2 separate regions of the Pelodiscus sinensis genome follow, and region 2 is linked to region 1. Evidence: chromatin contacts called from public Hi-C data. All regions are on one chromosome and are shown on one strand. Each heading gives the region's core, a stretch centred on a gene start, on an enhancer-like site or on the middle of the called end of the contact. The rest is flanking DNA. Distances are from core to core; before and after follow the strand shown. Region 1 holds the start of PIR (pirin). Region 2 holds the start of PIGA (phosphatidylinositol glycan anchor biosynthesis class A).

What was found. Hi-C and Micro-C count contacts between places; a contact is called where the count stands out from the background.
Region 2: a contact with region 1 is called in a Hi-C map of blood, with 2.7 times the contacts expected there. The contact joins the promoter of PIGA here to the promoter of PIR in region 1. A contact is called at or near these places in 2 of 5 Hi-C or Micro-C datasets (blood and an unstated tissue).

The regions. Positions count from the first base shown.
Region 1 is chr1:211,749,329-211,755,864 of ASM4963464v1, forward strand. It overlaps PIR (pirin), which reads left to right and starts at 4,021. Exons shown (of 10, transcript XM_075914348.1): 1 at 4,021-4,078; 2 at 5,579-5,717. The coding sequence starts at 5,622.
Region 2 is chr1:211,889,369-211,895,904 of ASM4963464v1, forward strand. PIGA (phosphatidylinositol glycan anchor biosynthesis class A) reads left to right here and starts at 2,296. Exons shown (of 8, transcript XM_075914375.1): 1 at 2,296-2,424.

The DNA.
Region 1 (6,536 bases), core at 2,771-5,270:
ATTATGTGTAAACAGTATACCTTTAATTTAACTATTTTCTTAATACAATACATTACAACATTTTTTTTCAATCATTATATGGAAATAAGCACATTGTAAAATGTATAGGCTGCGTCTAGATTGGCATGATTTTCCGGAAATGCTCTTAACAGAAAAGTTTTCCGTTAAAAGCATTTTCGGAACAGAGCGTCTAGATTGGCACGGACGCTTTTCCGCAAAAGCACTTTTTGCGGAAAAGTGTCCGTGCCAATCTAGACGCACTTTTCCGCAAAAAAGCTCCGATCGCCATTTTCACGATCGGGGCTTTTTTGCGGAAAACAAATCAGAGCTGTCTACACTGTCCCTTTTGCGCAAAAGCTTTGCACAAAACAGACTTTTGCCTGAACGGGAGCAGAATAGTATTTCCACAAGAAGCACTGATTTCTTACAGTAGGAAGTCGGTGCTTTTGTGGAAATTCAAGCGGCCAGTGTAGACAGCTGGCAAGTTTTTCCGGAAAAGCGGTTGATTTTCCGGAAAAACTGGCCAGTCTAGACACAGCCATAATGTTATGGGCTCTGGGTTTATTTTTACATAGGAAATGACATACTGGGCAACACCGGTGGTTTATCCAGTCCAATGTCCTAGGTGTCAAAATCCAGTATCATATTACAGAGAAGGTGTCAGACTCTCTATAGTAAAGAAATATGGAATAACTTGCCCATCCAGTGCCCAGCAGTGAGTGACTATCATATGTCCTGAAGCATTTTAAAAATTTTACTAACTAGTAAATAGATACAGGCTAGTTTGTCAATATTAAAAAGTTACCAAATAATGGGAGCTGCTTCCTGGCAATAACAGGTACTATCCCATTGTACTTGCCTGACATGTTGCTGCCTTCATCAGAAATTCATTGTCAGTAGCAAATATAGGCACAGAATGGTACCATACACAAAGATTCCATTCATAAAATTCAGTTCTTGAAAACATATTTTCCTCTTCTCTGTCCTTTATTTCTTTTTAGCCAATAAGTGAAGTGAGAGGCTTTTTGGTGTTTTTCCAGGGTTCTTGGTTTCTTTTGTTTGCCACGCTATAACCTTTCACTTGAAAAATTTTGGAGTAGACATAGGAAAAAAGGAAGAAGAAAAACAGGAAAGTTTGAACATAAGCAGAATGTGGTATCTATTTGAAATGGTTATTTTCTTGTTTTTATTGTCACTGGTTCGTAACATCCTGAAACCTGTTTCTTATATACAATGTTATATTTACTTTTATGTCTTTTTCTCTAATGTAAAATAACTAAATAAGAATATGGCAAATACTATGGGCCCCTTACTGGCTTCAATTTGAATGGTAGAATTCCAACTGATCTCAATGGAAATTAGTAATTCCTAGATGTTCTACAGCACTTTCGTTGGGTATTCTTATCTAAGCACAAAGAGGTGAAGTGATTTGCCAAAGGTCACCCGGCAGGCCACTGGCAGAGCCAGGAATAGCACGCAGACCTTCTGATTATCCATCCACAACTCTGTTCACTAGACCACACTGTCTCTGGGAAGTAATTTCCATAGTGGTAACCCCTTTTTCTAAGTCAGAACTTTTGCTACGTTTCACTCCCATAACATTTACTGTAAGAGTTAAAAAAAATGCATAAAAAATAACAAGGCTAAGGCTATATAAGTGATTTATTTGGGCTCGTCTACAGTGCAATGGCTACAGAATTCTTCCATCAACCTTGTGGTGTCCTAGGGGGAAAGAAATTGGTTTATCATTCAGGGGCATAGATGTTTCACACCCTTGCTCAGTATAATTATTCCAACCTCATTTTCTAGTGTACATCAGGCCTCTGTGCATCTTTGGAGAGATGTCCAGACACTGCTTCTCCTTGATGGAGAAGGGTACGCAAGGAGAAGGGAGTGATCATTGTTTTCCTTTAGATCCTGATATAATTTCCAATAACTTGATATGCCCTATATTCTGTATAACCCATTGGTTATAAAACACTGTCTTAGTAAACTGAGAATACAAATAGCTTCTACTTCAGAATTTGGGATTGGTTGAGTTGTCTCTTGCAGTAGCAGCACACAAGTATGGAACAGAAATATGCAGTTAGACTGACATTTCCAGTTTTGATTTCAGCTTGTGTGACATACCATGGTACAGGCCAGACCCCACTGGCACAGGCAAACACTCCCATTGGCTTCCCTTACCCCTCGCAGAAGGAGTACCACCAGATGCCAGAGGGGGCTGCCCTCAACGTTCGATTTATGGGTCTATATTAGACCCTCTAAATCTAATGCTAGAAAATTGACCTTTTGGGCACTGATCTTCTGCCAGGTATAAATGTGCCGTAAGTGTCTGTATGTAATTGCACCCACACATAGGTTATACTCTGGCTCTCATCAGCCCTGGTTATATTACGATGACTCTAAAACACCTTCAGCCCCAGATTTCTTCCACAGCAGCATGTCCTGTATTACCCAATCCTCTTGAAATAAGCTACACAAATTGAGGTACGTCAATTGAGTAGCTTATTTTGAAATAGCTTATTTCGAAACTGGGAGTGTCTACACAGCACTTATTTTGAAATAGAGCACTCTTCCTCCGACTTCCCTTACTCCTCATACAATGAGGGTTACGGGAGTCGGAGTAAGAAGTCCTCTAGCTTGCAGTATTTTGACATTATTTCAAAATAACTGCTTGTTGTGTAGATATGGACTAAGTTATTTCAAAATAACGCTAGTACCCCTAGACAACATAAATATTCCAATTATATCTTTGAGGGAAAACATGCCAACTTGAAAAGTTATTCAGAAACTTCATTTTAAACGCTCTGGATTAGATAAAACAATAAATTAAATTTATTAACTATGAAAAATAGATTTTAAGTGAGTGCAAGCAATGAGGAATAAAAATCAGGAATAGTTGCAGGAATAAAGATGCTTACTAGTACCTAATTTAACAAACTATATTTGATTCAAACAAAATTTCTACCACATTCTAACAGATTACTGACCAATTCCTCAGGCAGGACCCCTCCTGCAGAGTTCAATGACCAAACTAGTTTGTTCACTTCAGGCACAGTCAATCAACTAAACACAGAGAAAGAGACTAGGGGTGTTTATTCCCCCTTTGTTTTCCCTTCCAGCTTGATGATCCTATTAAGTGGTGAAATGCAAATTATGGAACACATGCATTTTTTCTCTAAAAAGGATTGCCCCCCACCCACACACATATTCCATGGAATGTGACCCTCACTTTTATGCTGCTGCTGGTGCGCTCTTTGGCTGTCCAGCTCTAAAGGCAACACTGCCTCCAGCAACGACGCAGAACTACACGTGCCCATGTCATGCCCTCCCTACCACAGTTTTGGAGCTCCCTCCCTCCCCCTCCCGCCGCACACTACCCTTTGGGGCCAGCACCCCTAAGGTTACAACACCATGATAGTGCAGATTTAGAAATCCCAGACCATGACATTTATGATTTAAAAAACCACCCTTGTGACCACGAAATTGACCAAAATGAACCCTGACTTTCATAAGGTCCCAGCTCTGAGCTTTGAGAAAAAATAACATCACCTGGGGGCCCTTACGACGTTACAATGTTCCCAACACACATTTTTTACCATTGCAACAGTGACCAGCCAATTACGAGTTTTCAAAGAGGCGGCGCCTTAGCAGCCGCCCGTGGGACACACACGCCACCTATCGCACTAGCACGCAGGGCCTGGGGGGCAGTCGCAGCGCCAGGTTCCCTGCCGCCTCCCTCTGGCTGGCCTTGGTGCAGGGCGTCACGGCGAGATTTGCATTTGCTCCCCCTGCTCCTTCAGAGAAGCAGAGGGAGCGGCCCGGGCTAGGACACCAGCCCCCCAGCCTCTGCCCGGGTGCTGCGGCTTCCCGGGACACACCGGGGCTCGGCCCCGAACTCACAGGAGTAGGAGCCAAATAGGCGCCGAATAGGTCACAGCTCCCACCCAGCCCCCGGCGGCTCGGCCCCGCCCCCTTCAGCCAATAGGCAACTGCGTTCACGCCCCGCCCCTTTCTGGAGCGGGGAGGGGGAGGCGGAGCACTAGCTCGGGGGCGTCAAGGGAGCCCCTCTCCGGTGGGCAGCGCGAAAAATCGCACAGCGCGTGCGAAATCTGGGATTGCCTCGTGTGTGTGTGTGTGTGTGTGTATTTGTGATTGCATTATTTCAGTGTGTGTGTGTGTGTGTGTGTGTGTGTGTGTGTGTGTGTGTGTATTTGTGATTGCATTATTTCAGTGTGTGTGTGTGTGTGTGTGTGTGTGGGTATTTGTGATTGCATTATTTCAGTGTGTGTGTGTGTGGCTCAGAACACGTGTCTGATCGTGTCGTGTGTGTGTGTGTGTGTGTGTGTGTGTATTTGTGATTGCATTATTTCAGTGTGTGTGTGTGTGTGTGTGTGGGTATTTGTGATTGCATTATTTCAGTGTGTGTGTGTGTGTGTGTGTGTGGGTATTTGTGATTGCATTATTTCAGTGTGTGTGTGTGTGTGTGTGTGTGTGGGTATTTGTGATTGCATTATTTCAGTGTGTGTGTGTGTGTGTGTGTGTGTGTGGGTATTTGTGATTGCATTATTTCAGTGTGTGTGTGTGTGGCTCAGAACACGTGTCTGATCGTGTCGTGTGTGTGTGTGTGTGTATTTGTGATTGCATTATTTCAGTGTGTGTGTGTGTGTGTGTGTGTGTGGGTATTTGTGATTGCATTATTTCAGTGTGTGTGTGTGTGTGGCTCAGAACACGTGTCTGATCGTGTCGTGTGTGTGTGTGTGTATTTGTGATTGCATTATTTCAGTGTGTGTGTGTGTGTGTGTGTGGCTCAGAACACGTGTCTGATCGTGTCGTCTGTGTGTGTGTGTGTGTGTGTGTGTGACCGCGGGCTCTGATTGTGTCATTTGTGAGCGTGCGATTCTGCGTGTGCTGCTGTCACTGCGTCCATTGATCCCTGAGTCTAGTTGCGTGTTTGTGACTAGCGCTGAGTGCCACAATAAGCCTGTGCGATTGTGTGCACACTGGGGGAATCATACCACACAAGTATTAGCATGGTAAAGCCTGACTGACTGTAGCATACTTCCCTGACACTGCCCTACCCCAAGCTGCCCCCCCCCCCTCCAAATATGTGACTCGCCCATTTTATTTGCTAGGAGACGGGATGCTTTGTGCTGACTCATGCTGAGTTAGTTACTGTGAAGTGCAGAACAGAGGGAGTTAAATGAAAAGCAACCGGTGGTTTGCAGGCATTGAGATCCCGCACAAATAGGGAGCAGCAAGGTACTCTGCTGTGGGGTAGTTCATAGGGTACCTGAGGTACAACTTTCCTTTGATGGAAAAAACGAACTCTTTTGCTTAAGTAAATGGAAACCCCTTCTATTGTTTTGGTTTTTGCTACTGGCAACGTGCTGGTTGTTTGCAGATTTAAAGTAAAACCAAAACTCATAGTATTTATATCTTCATTTGCAGTTAATGTTTTGGGCTTTGTGAGCTTGTGTGGGGTGTATGTGTGTGTGGGCGGGGGAGGGTGTGCTTTTGATTTTTTTATTTCCCAAGAGACAACATTTAAAAATCTTATTTATTCCCTGTGCAGATTTTTGAAGTCTTGGAAACTGCATCTTCTTTCTGAAGGAAGGATGACAACTCTGAGGAAAGTTATCAAAACTGTACTCAGCATTGAGCAGGCGGAAGGGGTTGGGGCACGTGTTCGGAGGAGCATTGGCCGGCCTGAGGTATGCTCTACACTTCCCTCTCCACCCAAAGAGATTTGATGTGATGCTGAATGATGAGCATTACCTGATTGAAATGTTGGTTGGTGGATATACGAAAAACAAAGCCCATCCATAATGCATTAGCCTCCTACAGCAGCAGGAAGAAATAACACCATCAATGAATGGTAGGTCCCCCAGTCCTGTGTCAGGGCTTTCCTGATACTCTGGCTGTGATGTGATTTTGGGATTTGGATAAGGGGCCACTGTTGATGCTCAACCACAGATGATGGAATTGATGCTGTGAAGATCTCTAGAGAAAACAGGAGCCTTGATACCTGCCTCCTTTACATTTTAAGCTAGAGATTTTCATGCTCTTGTCAGTATAAGAAGAAAAGTAGGGGTCCTGTTGGAGACCATGTCTGGTATTAAATAATTGAGTGGCAGTTGTGCCACTATTTGTCTTGGAAATAGTGACCTTCTCTTTCACATATAGAGTTATCAGTTATCTGTGTCTTAGGTTCAGTGCTGGATTGGTACAATGAACATTAGATGAACACTAAAAATTATGGCTGCAGGCTGCAGGCTTCTTTCGGAAGAAGCTTTTCCCGAAGAGATCTTCTGAAAAAACTTCTTCCGAAAGAGAACGCTCACACCGCCAAAGCGCATCAAAAAACTGATCTGCTTTTTCAAAAGATAGTGTCCACATTGAATGGATGCGATCTCGCATTTAAGCTGTGATTACTGTGGACGGAATGGCCATCAGGGCACCTGTGCTTTTTCCTCTTTCCTCTTCTTTCGAAAAAACTCCCTCTTCAATGTCCACACAGGCCTTTTTCCGAA
Region 2 (6,536 bases), core at 1,046-3,545, 140 kb after region 1:
ATAAATTATATTTCTGGATGAGCAGGAATATGTGTTCTTGATCTTATAACTGATTTGGTTAGGTCCAATAATGGTGTCAGCAGAGTAAATATGTGGACAAAGCTGGCAACGGGGTTTGTTGTAAGGAAAAGTTCCAGGATTGGTATTAGTGTGGTATGTCCTGTGGTTGTTGGTACAACCCTACAGACAACCACCTAACCTCAGGATGATTCTTTTGGTTACTAGAAAGAATTTGTTTGAGGTTAGGGGGTTGTCTATAAGCGAGGATTGGCCTTTCGCCCAAGGCCTCTGAGAGTGAGGACTCATTTTCCAGAATATGTTGTAGATTTTTGATAATGTGTTGGAGGGGTTTAAGTTGTACACTGTAGGTGATGACGTGTGTAATTCTATTGCTTTCTCATTTGGGCTTGTCTTCAAGTAGTTCATGTCTGGGTACTCTTTTGGCTCCGTTGATCTGTTTTTTCAGTTCTCCGGGTAGGTATTTCAGTTTTATGAATGCTCTCTATAGATCCTGTAGGTGTTGGTCTCTATCTTTGGGATTGGAGCATATCCGGTTCTATTTTAGGGGTTGGCTGTATACAATAGATTGAGAAATGTGTCTTGGATGAAAGCTAGAGGCATAAAGGTATGTGTAGTGGTTGGTAGGTTTCTGTTATAGGGCAGTGGAAATTTTTCCATGATTGAATTGTACTGTAGTATCAAGGAAGTGGAGCTCTCGTGTGGACTGATCCAGGCTGAGGTTGATGGTAGGGTGGAAGTTGTTGAAATCCCTGTGAAATTCTTCAAGGGTTTCTTTCCCGTGGGTCCATATGCTGAAGTTGTCATCCATGTAGCACAAGTAGAGTAAAGGTGCTAAGGGGTGAGAGCTAAGGAAATGTTGTTCAAGGTCAGCCATAAAAACGTTGGCATATTGTGGTGCCATGTGGGTGCCCATCAATGTGCCACTGATTGAAGATACAAATTGTCTCCAAATCAGAAGTAGGTGTGGGTAAGGAAAAGTCACATAGCTCTGTAATTAGGTGCGCAGTTCTGTCTTAGGGGATGGTGTTCCTGACAGTCTGTAATCTGTGTTCATGTGGAATGTTGGGGAAAGAGCTTCTATGTCCATAGCGGCCAGGATGGTGTTTTGAGGAAGATAATTGATTTTGTGTAGTTTCTTCAGGAAGTCGGTGGTGTCTCGAAGACAGCTAGGAGTGCTGGCAGCATAGGGTCTGAAGAAAGAGTCACTATACCCAGATAATCCTATTGTAAGTGTGTCGATGCTTGAGATGATGGATCGTCTGGGATTTCCAGGTTTGTGTATCTTAGGTAGTAGATATAAAATTCCAGGTTGGGGATTGCGGCAGGAGGAGGGGGGGATGTAAATTTGGTCCTGAGCGACATCAGGGAGTTTCCCCTCTGAAATTAATTAAAGACTTTAGGAAAAGTGTGGGAGCAGCCACGAGCAACTACAGGTCACCACTCTTTCGAAGCCACCAATAAGGTGTCCAGAGAACCCCTGCCCCAGATAGTAACCAGCCCTTCTGGCCTGGGCTGGACTTACATTTCATGTGACCCAGCACAGCATCTGCAGCCCCAACCCCTCATGTGGCATATACTTTCACAGTCATAATGACCCCCCCTTTAGCACTGGCACCTTGAGGCACATGCCTTCTGTACCTGACTGCCAAGCACACCCCAGAGCTGGCCCACAACATTTTGGCACCCGAAGCAGGGAGCTCAAATGATGCCCTCATGGCCCCCTCACTTGGGCCAAAACTTTGAAAGGTCTCTGGTGCCCTCCCTGCTCCAGCACAGCACTCCACCAGCTCCGCATCTAGAGCAGAGAGAATCCACATGCACCAGCAGCAGACACAATTTTCTACACTCTGGGTCCTAGTGCCCCCCCTCCCCCCCATTCTGGCACCTAAGGCCTCAGTTCGCTTCATGTAGGGCCAGCCCTGGCCCGCCCTGCTCCCGCCTGCACGCCCACGAGCACAGGCCAGCAGAGAGTTCCATAGGTGGGACTCCGCTGCTGTACCACGTGGGACTGTGGAAGGCTGCGCAGCCGCACACGCACGGCGGGCCCGGCGCTTGGTAGCCTGTGTTCGCACTAGGGGTGTAAGCGGCCCTCAGACAGAACTAGGGGAAGGAAAGGGTTAAAGGGGCTAGGTGGGCTCGGCCCCCTCAGCATGTCAGCGACGCCCTCCCCCCCCCGCCCCAGCAGGGTCCTGACGTTCAACCAAACTGCTGCGTCTGATTGGTTGCTCTGCCCCACGTGACTTGACGCTGCCCCTTCCGTTGGTTGGCTGCGCGGCCGTGCGTGGAGGCGGAGCGTCGGGGATGCGGCGAGGGGGCGGGGCGGTTGTCTAGGTGACGGGCAGAACCGGGAAGTTCTCTCCTGCCGGGAAATGGGTGGGCCCAGCCGGCGGCCGCGCGTGGCAGGTACGTGAGTGACCCTAATCGCCCCCCCCCCTTCGGGCCGGGACTGCCCGCGTCACCCACTGACATCCCCTGCCCCTCCCCCCCCCCCGACAGCCGGGCCCTGCTCCCGCGCCTGTCCTGGGAGGCGGCCCCGGGCCTGGGGGGCTGCGCTGGGGCCGCTGCTGCTGGGAATCCCCCTGGGCCCCGCTGGCTGCAAGAGCCCCCAACAAACCCTGCAGCGCGCGCAGCCTGCGGGTCACGGGCCGCTCCCCGGTGCCCTGCTGCCCCTGGCCGCTCTGTTAGTGATTCGTGGGTTCCAAAGAGGCAAATAAACTGGGCCTTGCCGCCCCGTGCGAGCCCTGGGCAGGGCGGTAGGAGCAGGTGCATGAGGCACGTTTTTTTGTTGGATCATTTTCTGTCGGTGCCAGAGTCAGTCTTTCCAGCTGCACACGGCTCTTTTTCAGGTCTGGGAAAGGCACTCAGAGGGTCACGGCTAAATACCAGGGTCAATACATTGTTGAGCATAAATAGTTTATTTATATTTTAAGGGACTGCATCCAAAGAAGTGGCATCTCAGTATCCTGTAGCTTTAGGACACAAAGGAGGCATTATTGGGTATCAGGTTGTTGTAATAAGCCGTACATGCAGTGTTTCCCATTTGGTCAATGTTCTTTGGTGCCTAGTAAAATTATTAATTTAAATGTCTAGGCTTATCTTTTGAAGGTGTTGTGTAGGTTTCTTTTGAGCTCAAGGACTGGTAAGTCAGATATAGAGTGATCACTTTGTGAAAAGTGTTCACTGGCAGCCATTGTGCTCCTGGTTCCACTCCCAGGGAGCAGTGTAGAGTGGTAGTAGCCCCTATCCTTGTGGAGCTCAGTCCCCCCCCCCCATGAACAGAGAGACTGCACCAGAAGATGCAAAGCAGTCTCCTCTCCCCTTGCCCAACCCCGCAGCTGCTGCCTTTGATAGAGGCATCAGCACAGAGCAGCTGGTTCTCCTCTTCCCCCCACACCTCCTGTTGCCTCTGATGCAGCAGGGGTGGAGGTAATGATAGTAGTTGACAAAATTAACCAATAAGATGAGACTTATCAGTTAATCATAGTCGACTACACATTGACATCTCTAGTGGGGTCTAGGGATGTAAAATCCTGTTTAATTAGTTAACCGGTTAAATGTTAAGCTTAACCAATTAACGGATTAAATGGGGGTGGACTGCTTCCAGCCTTGTGTGGGGCTACTAGCTCCCAGCCTGCACGAGGCCAGAAGCAGCAGTAGTCCTGTGTGGGGCTGGCAGAGCCACTGCGGCTTCTGGAGTCATTGTGGTTGGGAGGGCTGCTCTCCAGATACCGGTTGCCCATTACCCTGTAAGCATCATCAGTAACTGGTTACCCATTAACAACCCTAGCAGGGTCTGGTGCTGTTTTGATTTGGTGTGTCTGATCTATAGGGAGCTGTCTTCTGATGAGTTCAGAGAGATTTATGGAAAGTGTTGTGGGAGTTTGAATGCCAAAAGAGGAGTTTCAGAAAAGATTTCTTTCAGGGTGGGATACCCATTGAGTATGGGTTGTAACTGTTTGATATCTCCATATGGGTTTCACTGTGTGGTACATAACTAGGGGTGTGAAGTTTTTAAGGGGCTTCTTTCTGTATTAAAGCAGAAATTGGGGGCATGTAGGCAACCCATTCACTGTTATGATCTACTTCCCTGATGAAATGTCTGTGTTTGGTGAAGGAATTTTTGACTGTATAAAAGTATGTATCTTGGACTTTCTCCTCAAAGCATATTCTGTGGTAACCAAGTGACCGGCTGTAGATAAGATTTCTGGCTATGCTTGGGGTGGTTAAAGGATCTGTGAAGGTAAATGTGGTGATTTGTAGGTTTCTTATACGCAGCTGTCTGTCGGTTTCTACTGTTGAAGCTGATCATGATGTCTAGGTCGTTAGTGCTGGTGTGAGAGATTTCCAGAGAGAGTGTAATGGATTGGTGGTGGGTGTTGAAGTTGTGGTAGCAGTTTGAGCAAGTTTGACTTCTGTCCAGAGCATGAGAAGATAATCAATGTGTTCAGGTATATCATTGGTATTATGGTATAGCTCAAAAGCTTGTCTTACCAACAGGAGTTGGTCCAGTAAAAGATATTACCTTATCTACCTTGTCCTTCTGATATCCGAATACTCGCATGGCTTCAACAACACTGCATGCATGTACTGAAAGTGCAGCAATTGTTAAATGAGATCTGGACCCTTTGACTAGAGGATGTTCTTTCATAAAAATAACTTATGGGGCATGATGAAGGTGTACCTGTGTTAAGTTTTGTGGCCTATGCACAGTGTTCCCTCTAACATTTTCTATGCGGAAGAAAATATATTAAAACAAGTGATAGCTAAAAAGGAGCAACGCTTACATTATTTAATATGAAAACAAAAAAGAACACTACCCTTGGAGTATATGTATCATCATCCTTTCTAACAACTCAAGCTAGTAACCACACCAAAATGCGTATTATCCACACGTAGCTCAGCTTTAAGATGCCAAACAAATCTATGAATTGACTAGAAATAATATTTGCAAGGAGAGTATGACTAGTACAATATTTACTGACACTTTAAAGGAGAATAAAAGGCATTCACTAAGGCTTATACAGTTTCTCTGGGGAATGTTTAGGATCCATATTATGCAAGAACAAGTAGGAGACCTGTAAACACAAATAAGTTCTCCTGTTTTGAAACTTTCACCTTGTATGTGTCAACAGCTCAAGGAGTAGAAGCCCCAGAACAAATTAACACATGGCTTCAGGGTTTGTAGACAGATGCATGTTTCAAATAGCTTGCAAATAAGGTTTCATCCTACAAAACAACTAGCATCTCACCTACTACTTGCTACTTCTTACGCATAAGAGCCAGAACCCTACCACATAGCAAAGATCTGGCCTTAATGCAGCACAATATACCTTTTATTAATTAGTAAGACAAGATTTAAAAAATAATAAAGATCAGAGTTTTAGATATCTGCAAAACTCCAAAAAATTCTGTTAAAATAATCTTTTTCTTTCTTATCATACGCCAGTTTTAGTTTGTAAACTTTGTTTGAAGTGTCGTCATGCAAATGTCCTCACATACCCACACCCCCCTTACAGCCTGCTTTCTTCCTCTCTCCACCCCATCCAATCCATCCAGCCAGAGAGGACTTCAGTAAATGAGTCAGGGTACCCCAAACAAACTGCACCCTGCCTCCTCCTCTCTGCACAGATGCCAACATCCACCCACCTTATTTCCCCCCACCTACCCTTCTGCAGACTGTTCCTCCCAGCCCAGGCAGGGGCTGGAATAAAATCCTGCTTCTCAAACTTTTAGGCACAAACAGCCTACAGGACACACAGCACAATCCCCTTCCCCAACCTCACTTCAGTGCCAGCACTCCCGCACTCCTCTTTCTCCCCCACCTATCCCATGCACTCAGCCCCTTAGCTCCCACTTCCCAGCTCAGGAGGCTTGAGACAAGTGCTGAGTTTCTGCCTCTCTCTTCTTATGCAGATGGGACTCTCCAAACTCCTCTCCCCTCTGATTCTCCCCCAGCCAATTACTCACTCACTCACTCCTCCCCCCCAACTTATTTCCTCCGTATCTCCCCTCCTTACCTGCTCTGGGAGCTCCTTCATTTCAATCACACAGCAGCTCTGTTTGAAGCTGCTGCTTAGCAAGATGCCCCTCCACCAGCTGGTCAGCTGAGCTCCCGCCTGTGTGGGAGCTCTGAACGTGGCTCAGAATACAGCTGTGTAGCCACATAGCCTACAGGGAAATTTGCCTGTGAGTTACAGTAGTCCAAAGTAGATCAGCAGTTTTCAACCTTGTTTCATTTGTGGATTCTTAAAAATTTTCAATTGTAGGTGCAGATGTCTTTGGAAATCTTAGATGTAGTCTGTGGACAACAGGTTGAGAACCACTGGACTAGATGATTAAGTGATTTCATGTGGCCTTAAAATCTATTTTAGGTAGGAGTTACCTCACTTTATTTTACTACACGTTTATAAAATGTCAGATTTTTTTTAAAAAAATTATTATGCAAGGACAGAACCTCTGACTATACAAGGTGGACACTTGTGTGGAGTCCCTGTGAAGTTAATGAGTAACATAAG